Linked DNA regions of Zea mays: region 1 is linked to region 2. A link is a contact called in public Hi-C data. All regions are on one chromosome and are shown on one strand. Each heading gives the region's core, a stretch centred on a gene start, on an enhancer-like site or on the middle of the called end of the contact. The rest is flanking DNA. Distances are from core to core; before and after follow the strand shown.

Region 1 (5,068 bases), core at 1,213-3,712, 180 kb before region 2:
ATTTAAATCGTTTCTCGACAACGAGCTGAGGGAAGGTGTTTTTCGGACATTCGGCATTCCGAAGCCTGAGAGAATTTTTCACGGGTCGAGCTCGTTACGAAAAACGATCTGGCACCGTGAAGGGGCTACTGTTAGGGGTCTGCTTCGTCGCCGAAGGTCCAATAAGAAGAAACACCTTTGAAAGTTGGACACAAAGCCGAAGCTATTAATCAGAGAGCTTCGGAGTATATTTCCAGATGCACCGACTTAAAGATGAAATGACCAATCAGCCCATGATAGCTTGTGTTATGATTGTAATCATTTGAAAAGGGCACGAATGTAATTTCTCACAGGTTGTGTCCTGTGCCTATAAATAGATGAATAGTACCCCTGTACTGTTCACGCTATCTTGTATTCGCTCGTGCGTAACACTCGGATTTTTGCCTTATATCAAGCCGAAGGTATAAATGTAATTAAAATATTGCCTTTATATTTATCCAAGTTTATATAATGAAGATATGTGAATGATGTTACATGATTATTCATATTATCTTTCATGTTTCACATGCTTTGTCTTTCATAAATATATACCGTGATGATGAAGGTACGTCCTTCATGACCTTCGTCCGAAGATCGTTATATCCTGAGGGAAATAATGCTTCGAAGGACGAAGGACATTAACATTTAATACTTCGTGTTGCCTTGTTCTTAACTCATAGCATTTTAGAACAAGTCCCCAATAATAATCATGATTTTGTTAATCATCATGGCATAGTTAGGTTAAACCTGATGGGACCTAATAGGTTACCTAGTTTTGTTTATCCTACATCTTGCATACAAATGAATTATTGAGTAGTTTTGCTATTGCTTTACCTGGTTTTGGGATTAATGTTATATATGCACTATGATCATGTCTTATTATTGTTGTTGGCTTTATTATTATATACGTGATAAGATCATTTTGTTAATTGGAACATGGAGCGACCACCCGAGACAATAGTGCAATCACAAGGACTATATGGCTCTAGTCTTGGCCAAGTAATTAGAAAGCTAGTGTGATATAATCCTTTCCCGAAAGGGACAAGCGTGGAGATAGTGAATAGTGTTGGCTGTAATTACAGCGATGGGGTTATAGACCATGGAAAAAGGAATATGTTTCCTTCGTTTTGAAACCGTGCGCTTTTTCTCATGCTAGTGTAACTTTGTAAATGCCTCGTAGTGAGCCCTGGCCTACTCACCTTAGTAGCGTTTAACAATCCTGCAACCTAAGGCAAATAAGGGAATCACAACTTGTGGGTAACGATGTGTCACCTCTATAGAGTGTAAAACTAATATATCACCCATGCTCAAGGTCATAAGCGGCTCAGACCCTCACATGAGTAATTTATGGAACTAAATTTAAACATGTCATGCTTTGCATTGTGGGATCATTATATGATATTTCTATATTGATCAAGTATTTAATTGGATTGATATATACTTATACTTAGTAATTGCTAATAAAATTTTGACCAACTTAATTAAAAGTTATGCTCAGCCTTAACCAAATTCCTTGGTAAGCCTTACACTACACTTTTCCTCACACTTGTTGAGTGACGACCATATGGGAGCTCACCGTTGCTATAATCTTATCAGATCAAGAACATGTATCGCCAGAGGAGGACTACTACGACGAGATCTAGGCGTCGTCTCCAGTCAACTATGGCGCCGTGAAGATAGTTATCTTAGTTCGAATTATTTTATTATCAGTTATTTTGTAAAACATTCTCGTTATGTAATAAAAATTATGACATTCGTCTATATACATTGATTCACTGTATGTGTGATATTTGACTTTGGCGCACATATGAGATACATCCGGATCTGCTCTTAAATCCGGGTGTGACACATCCAAATTTATTTCAACTCACAGATGCATTGGGATAATATAAAGGAGAGGGGTGAGATGCATGTGTATTATTGTTGGGGATATAAGCTAGGGTCAGAAAAAAGCTCGAGACTCGCAAGCCGGCTAGCGAGTTATGCCAAATTAATTAATCTGTAAAATAGCTATGGATGTTAAATAATTCTTTAGATAATAAACTTGTTTCAAAGCTTTTGATGATGAATATATAATGATACATAATTTAGATTTACTCATAATATTGAATGATAATTTTATATTCAACACTTATATATTTTTAATTTATTTTATAATGTAATAATATTTATCAAAGTACGGCAGCTCGCGAGCTCCATGCCCCAGCTGCTGCATGCTCACTGCCAATCACAACAAAGCTGATTGGTACGTGAGTGCAGTGCAATGAGCAAAATTCTCGGGCATCCTGTGCTCTCTCTCTCTTTCTTCAGTTGTCTTGTGCAGGAATTTTCTTTGTGCGTGCTGTGCTGCTGGTCAAAAATGATGTGCTGGTCAGGTGTGGCCCAGTCAAGCCCAGCACGTCCACTAGCCGTTTCAGAATCAAGAGCTGAGAGAGACAGGGACTCATATAGGCCTGCCCAGTTCATTCATACTGGCCCGTCTGTCCGGCTCGACCCGATCCGACCCGGCTCGGCCGAGCACTAACTCAACACAAATGTGTTCCACACACACACTTCCAGGCTCCAGGCAAGTGATCAGTAAACCATTCTGTTTTAGATATGATCTGTAAACCATATCGGCTTAACCAGTTGCTGTCAAGAGATTGACATGTACCGGCCGGCAAGCCATGCTAGTTTCGTCAGTTTCCTGTGCAGAGTTGACATAAACCAGTGTCTCTGTTCAGAGTTGACATGGAGCAGTGGTCAATGATAGATTACCGATACCATCATGCTAATATATTGGCCATGTTTAGTTCAGCTTTTTTCTTATAAACTTTTCTGATAATCTGGCTGTGGAGAAAATCTAGTTGTGAGGAGAATCTAAGTATAGTAGAGATTGCGTGCGGAGAAAGATTAATGTGTGGTTCAGAATCTAGAAAGTGATAGATTCCTACTATTGCAGCGACTCGACCAATTCTGTGTTCACGTGATTTTGGATGATTTTTACCAAATCGATTATTATATAAGCGGACTGAAAAACTAAGTGTTTGACAATCTACATCAGCTTCTGGTGGCCAAAAACTCAAAAAAACAGAAACAAAAGGGGCTAATTATCTACGCGCATCTAGCGTATTCATTTTCTGCTGGAACCAGAAATGGAGGGCACTGTGATCTGAAAACACTACTGGACAGTGCAGCAGAACTCCATATCAACTTGCACGCAGAAAGCAAGCACAGTGCAGCTGCTAATCCTGCGGTCTCCACGGGGGACAAGGAGAAAAACCCTACCTCAAGTGGGTGCCAATCCCAATCATTGCTCACACTTTAGGAGGATAAAGCAGCATGCTGACAAATGTAAAGCCTCTTCGTCTCTAGAAAAAGGAAATATTTATAGCCCTCACGAACAGTGAGATGGAGGACTGTAGTAGTGTGTAGGCTGCATCAAAAAGTAGCAGCAATTTTTTTTAAAAAGAACATCAAGTGAGCGCTACTGCAGAATCAGCTGCTAATGCTTCTTCAGTAGTGGCCTGAATGATGTGCCACGCATTAGTCTGCCAGTAGTTTGTTTGCAATGTGTGCACACGCCAACCTGCATCTTTTTTCTGCTCAGCCAGCAGCGCTTAGCAGTTTAGTGCCCGAATTACTACTTTTGTTTAGTACTCCTATATTCGCTTAATTGAGCACTGAGGTATACGTACTGTTGAGTGAGATTAGATTTGGCTGAAGACTTCATCAGTCAACATTATTCGGTCTCTACCTAGAATATTAATATTGTCGGTGCTAGGTACCAACAGCGCACTACGAGGTGTTTCATGAAGTGGTTTTGGGGGACGGCGACGTTGATCGCACCTCGATGGTTCTACCCGGAGGGGATGACGCCTGGGAGCTGCGCCCGGGAGTCCGGAAACCATCGATAGGACCGATGACGTCGGACCTAGACCTACGCAACGTCCGGGTCCGCCACGTGTCCTAGAGGGGAAGACGCTCGGGAGCTGCGCCTACGAGTCCGGACCCCATCGATAAGGCTAATGACGTCGGACCTGGACCCGCGTAGGGGCAGGTCTAGGTAGGGGCGGACCCACAGGGGGTCCCGGTGAGCCCTGGCACACCCTAAGCCAGGCCCACTGGGGACCCACCCCGGCCATCCGTTCGTTTCCATCTTCTACGTGACTTTCCAACTTCTACGTTCCTGGAGACCTGGCGCCTAGCATCTCGCGTAGTCGCGTTCCTGACTTCCTGGCGGCTGGCACCTTGGCTGGGCAGCTGGCATCTCGGCGTTCTGGCAGTCGTTCCTCACGTCTAACATCTTGCTCGCCTGCCCGATCGGCTCGCGCGGTGGTGCCCTACTGCCCTTCCCCAGATCTAGTTCCCCGCGTACAGGTGCGCAGGCCGCAGCCTACAGGAACATCACGCCCTTGGCCCTGCTGTTGATTTTTTTCTTATTGATTATTGATTCACTATCATTATTTTTGTAGTGACTAAAATATGAAGAAGCAGGGAGATATTGCCTCTCTTTTTCGCAATCATGCTGCAAAGAAACAGAAGTTTATTGCGTCGACACCTCAAGAATAAGAGGAAGAGATGATAAATGAAGAAATTGTGAATCCAATGCCATCTGCACCGCCACCGCCAACACTTTATGATGTCAGTCGTCTTCCACATGATCCAGGTGAAAGACAACCTATTGCAAGTTACCTTGCTAATGATCATGATGCAATTCGAAGAGCATATATTCTTAGAGGTCCATTTCAACCATATGCACATGAATTCCCAAATAGGAAAATTGGAGATAGAGATCACCATTTTAATTTTGTGTGGTTTCAAAATTTTCCTTGGATTGAATATAGTGTCAAGAAAGATGCTGCATTTTGCTTTATGTGCTACTTATTCAAAAGTAAAGCAAATAAGGGCAAAGGGACTTCTGCATTTACTTCAGATGGTTGGAATAATTCGAATAAAGGGTTTGAAGCACTTCTAAAACATGTGGGTTCTATGTCACATAAGACAACTGAAGAGATATATCTTGGCTTTATAAATCCTAATGCAGCAATTGATAATAAAATTGACAATT
Region 2 (4,764 bases), core at 1,861-4,360:
GGCTTCGGAAGATCACAACTTCATCTTCTTCAGGTGTGGGAGAAGTCTTTTCCCCGGCATCAGCTCTCACAATAGATATGTCTCGGAAGTATCGCCCCCTCATATTATCAATGTGACTCTGCTTGATGGTTGTTTTCCCAAAAACTGAGTGACTTGGTCGCCACGGTCGATCTTCGGCCTCTTCCCCATCACTTTCCACATCATAGCTGTCGCTATCATCAGTATCTTCGGACAAACCTTCGAGAATCTCCTTCGTGATTTTCTCTGTATTAGTCTCTGCCATCGCTATCAGGAACCCCAGATTCTTCTCCTCCTCGAGACTCAGCTTCGTCTCAGCAGGGATCTTCTTGTCTTCAGACATCTTCGGAAACACTAAAAATTTGTTCCCGAGGCCGAAGCTTCGAAGTCAAAAAGACCAGCAAATCTCAATGAACAAGAGCTAAAAATTTTTAGTGGGCCGAAGCAAAAGGCAAGCGTGTGTACCAAATGAATTCACGATGTGTTCTTATTTATACGCCTAGGGCGTTGAAAGTTAAAAGGCCCCGCTTGTCAGTGAATGTTGCTATTCTAGCAAAGGGAAGGTGTTTTTTCGGACCTTCGGCTCAAGGCCTTCGTCCATATCGCAATCTGAATTTATTATTTACAAATTAATATTGCGAGGGGCTACTGTTGGGGGCCTTCGTCCTCCGAAGGTCCTCAAAAACATGATTTGACAATGTTTTCCAAGTGAATTATATGTACAGGTATTTTCGGATTCAGAATTATGGATATGGAGCACGACCAGGACGAAGGCTGAGCCAAACGAAGGTCGGGGGTAGCCGAAGCTGTACGCAGGGAAGCTTCGGCGCGATGGCGCAAGGGGGAACCGACCTTAAGATGAAAAGACTTCGGGGTCCTCAATAGATTTCCATAAACCGTTAACAAATGTAATGGACATGGATGTAATTTTACGTGGGCTGCGTCCCGCGTCTATAAATAGATGAACAGTACTCCCGTACGGTTCACGCGGACTTGTCATTCTGCTTTTGGCGTCACGCTCGTACTTTCCACCTTCTCTCAGGATCGAAGGTACATTTGTAATTTGGGATCATTTCTGTTTTCCATGTTAATAAAATAGAAATGATTCTTTGGTGATGCTTATATCATATTTCATGCTTTATGTGAGTCCTTCGTCATTATTTGTTATGTTTACGAAGGTATATTTCTCATGACCTTCGTCCGAGACTCATTATTTCCCAAAGGGATATAATGCTTCGAAGGACGAAGGACCCTAACACTTAACACTTTTTATGTTGCCTTGTTCTTAACTCTTAGAATTTGAGAACAAGTCCCCAACATATACGTTGCCAGGTATATGTTGCTATAGGGGCGTTTGTTTTGTAACAATGTCCACCTTGTAAGCACCATCATCAACCACTATACAAAGAAACCGTAAATATAGATTAGGCCCACAATTACATAAAAGAGAAATAATTACATAAAATTGTGTGAACACAACCATCCTAAAATACAACAATTTTAGTGGCTCAATGATGATAGTCAAGTACAGAGAGTAGAACTAAACTACCTAGATGAGCAAGGTTGAAAAGTAAATGAGAAGGTACAAGTGAATTAACTAGATAAATTCAAGCTTATGTGAATTAAAGAGACTACTCCAATGATATGGATCTAGACATAAAGTTGAAGTTCTGGAGTCAGCTGTAGAGCTGAAGAGGATGCTGGCAGGATCCCCATCTAGCCGCACGGGCAGACAGTAGCTAATTCTGTCAGCTAGGACAGCATTAGCATTACATAGCATTTGTTTATTATACTAGATATCACATATACCTCTCGCAAGAGCACAATCCAATAATAGATAAGTTTATTGCACATATACTCTATCTACAGCTCATATATAGGTATATGTTCTAGTTGAAAGGAATAATGTTTCACGTCCAAGAGAAAAAGAAAATGCTCCATATCAAAACTCTATCCAAGAAAAAAAAAGTGCTCTACAAAGGGAAATTTTGTTCCAACACAAGATAATCATATTTATTGATTTGAAGAGACTAGAATGATTCAATTTTCCTTCATTTCAGTTGTCCCATAACAAGACAATCATGACCTTTGTATTCTTGAAGTTCATAAAAATTTCTCTGTTGATCTCACACTTCATCACAATGTAACTTTTATTTCTAACGGTATACTAGGGTTTGGTCCTAAAAATTTAGCTTTGTTAACTATTATAACATTTTCTTTTCCAAAATTCTTTTTTCTTCTACAATTCTTCTTTCCTTTTCTACAATTTAGCGATCAATGTTTTAATTAATTTTTAGTCACTAACATCTATAGGTTAATTAGGCTATAAGATTTGATAGCGACTCTTCTCTATAGCGACCCACTGTCGGTTCCCAACGATATCTATAGCGACCAAACATAAGTTGTTAAATTTTTAGACTTTTAGCGACCAACATACCATGGCTAAAAAAAGATTTAGCGACTAATCATCGGTCCACTACTTTTAGCAACCAATTGGTAACAAATAAAGGTAGCTAAAGATCAACCGTGTGTAGTGAAAACAATGCAAATGAAGATGAACACTACAGGAATCATGAACATTCCCGTCGGTCATTTTAATTCCCGTCGGCCTTTGCTCGGGCCGACGGGAATTAGATAACTCTCGTCGGCTCAAAGGCAGCCGACGAGATTTGGATAAGTACTTATTCCCGTCGGTTTAGTGCTTATTCCCGTCGGTTTCTGGCCGACGGGAATTAAGTGCTTTCCTGTAGTGGAATGTTGCAGTAGAGATGCAGCGTGGTGTATTGCCGCGTCACGTGAGGTTAAAGGTATGGAGAAACGTGAACGACTATAGCATGAAAATGTTGTCATCTTGGCTCGCCGCTCGTGTGCATGTGCATATGTATGTTAGTGTGCCAAGCCATTATAATTAGCAATATTTAATGGCGTTTGATTATTGATGTGAATGCTTATGCATGCTAGTTGTTGCATGCATATATGTGCACTGTGCACAAGCAAACAAACAAGCAGCAAGCTTGCATGTAGAGGTTGCTTGGCGTGCGGCAAGAGGCTGCAATCGCTGCTTGTTCCTTGCATGTACGTGGGAAGCAGAGCGCAGCACCAGGCGGCCCGTCGGCCAAAGCAGCCCATGGCGGCCCGGCTGGATGCTTCCGCTGGGAACAGCGCAGCAAACAGCGCAATCTCGGCCCGCGATGGGAGGCCACGCGCGGCTGCAATTCGAATCCGGGTCAAATATGAGAGGCAACAACTAATATACAGGTGTTATGTACAAACATGCAAATGAGTCTCTTAGTTCGTTAGATCATGATATAATTGTAGATATGATCCTGATTTCTTAGAGAGTTTTCTATAAATCTATACGAGCTGGTGGTGCAAGGGTTTTAGTGTTAAATGTGATACATGGTTGCATTAGAATCTAACGAACCAGAAATCTTGCTTGCACGCTTACACATAAGATCTGATTGCATATTAGTTGTTACCAATAAGAGAATGTTTGACCCATATAAATAAGAACTTTTCTATTTTACAGCAGACATTCACTACCGGACTGACATTCTTTGCTGAGTGTATCAAACACTCGGCAAAGACCTTTTTACACTTGGCAAAGACTTTGCCCAGTGTAACACTCGACAAATGATTTTTTGTCGAGTACTTTTTTCAGATACTCGGCGAAGACTTTACTGAGTGTCAAAAACACTCGGCAAATTAGAAACCACAAAGATATCCAAAAAACAGCAAAACATTTTAATTAGGGGAACAACCTTCCCAACCATTACCATTGCCCTATCATTTTTTAAATTCCCCTATAATTTTTTAAATTGAATTCAAGTGTTTTGTGATTACCCTATCATTTTTTAAATTCCCCTATCATTTTTAAATTGAATTCACGTGTTTTGTATCATTTGTGTCTATATTACGTTTTCCTTCCCCATGTATTATAATAAACCAAGAGTAAATTGATTATTTGTGGCACTAAATGAATTTAAATGAAAATGTTGTTAACTGTAAAGTTGCATAACTTTTCAAGATCTATAACTTTCATATTGGTAGTTTCATCATCCGAGACCGTTTACAAAATATGAATTTCAAATTTGAAAACTTCAAACATATTTTTCTATGACAAGATGATTTCAAATAAAAAATTGTCAATTATAAAGTTTCATAACATTTCAAGACCTACAATGTTTACAATTTTAAATTTCAAACAAAGGTTTGCATGACAATATGATTTAAAACCAAAATATTGTCAACTACAGAGTTTCATAACTTTTTAAGACCTACAAATTTTATTTTGGTGGTTTTTCCGTTTGAGGTCATTTTAGAAATCCGAATTTTAAATTTTTAAAATTCAGACGTAGTTTCCATTGACAAGACGACTTTAAATGAAAAGGTTGACAACTACAAAATTACATAAGTTCTTAAGAACTATAAAATTTATTTTGGTTGTTTGGTCATTTATTCATCCCACATGTTGGTTCTAATATTATTTACAAATCTTATACAACTCTCTTGTAGTTTCACAAACTACGAGAGAGATATAGTTTTTCTGAACAAATTTACTTTTATTTTGTCATATGAAGAAATAACCAAAATATAAATTTTACATCTTGATGAGTTATACAAATTTGTAGTTGAAAACATTTTCATTTGAATTAATTTGTTGTCTTAAAATACGATTTTAAATTGTCTTTGTCTAGTGTTGAACACTCTTTGCCGAGTGTCAAAAAATAAACACTTGGCAAAGAA

Evidence for each region. Hi-C and Micro-C count contacts between places; a contact is called where the count stands out from the background.
Region 1: a Hi-C map of tassel shows a contact between it and region 2, with 2.8 times the contacts expected there. The contact joins two enhancer-like sites. A contact is called at or near these places in 2 of 25 Hi-C or Micro-C datasets (ear and tassel).

What each region holds. Positions count from the first base shown.
Region 1 is chr3:108,175,694-108,180,761 of Zm-B73-REFERENCE-NAM-5.0, forward strand. No RefSeq gene overlaps it. Among protein-coding and RNA genes, the nearest start is that of LOC103650299, 110 kb to the left of the region's middle. Within about 2 kb of position 2,463, at least 15 of the 20 cell types and tissues checked have an H3K27ac peak or open chromatin away from gene starts, as enhancers often do. A contact at or near this core is called in ear and tassel, where this site is marked.
Region 2 is chr3:108,350,816-108,355,579 of Zm-B73-REFERENCE-NAM-5.0, forward strand. No RefSeq gene overlaps it. Among protein-coding and RNA genes, the nearest start is that of LOC103650297, 14 kb to the right of the region's middle. Within about 2 kb of position 3,111, at least 13 of the 20 cell types and tissues checked have an H3K27ac peak or open chromatin away from gene starts, as enhancers often do. A contact at or near this core is called in ear and tassel, where this site is marked.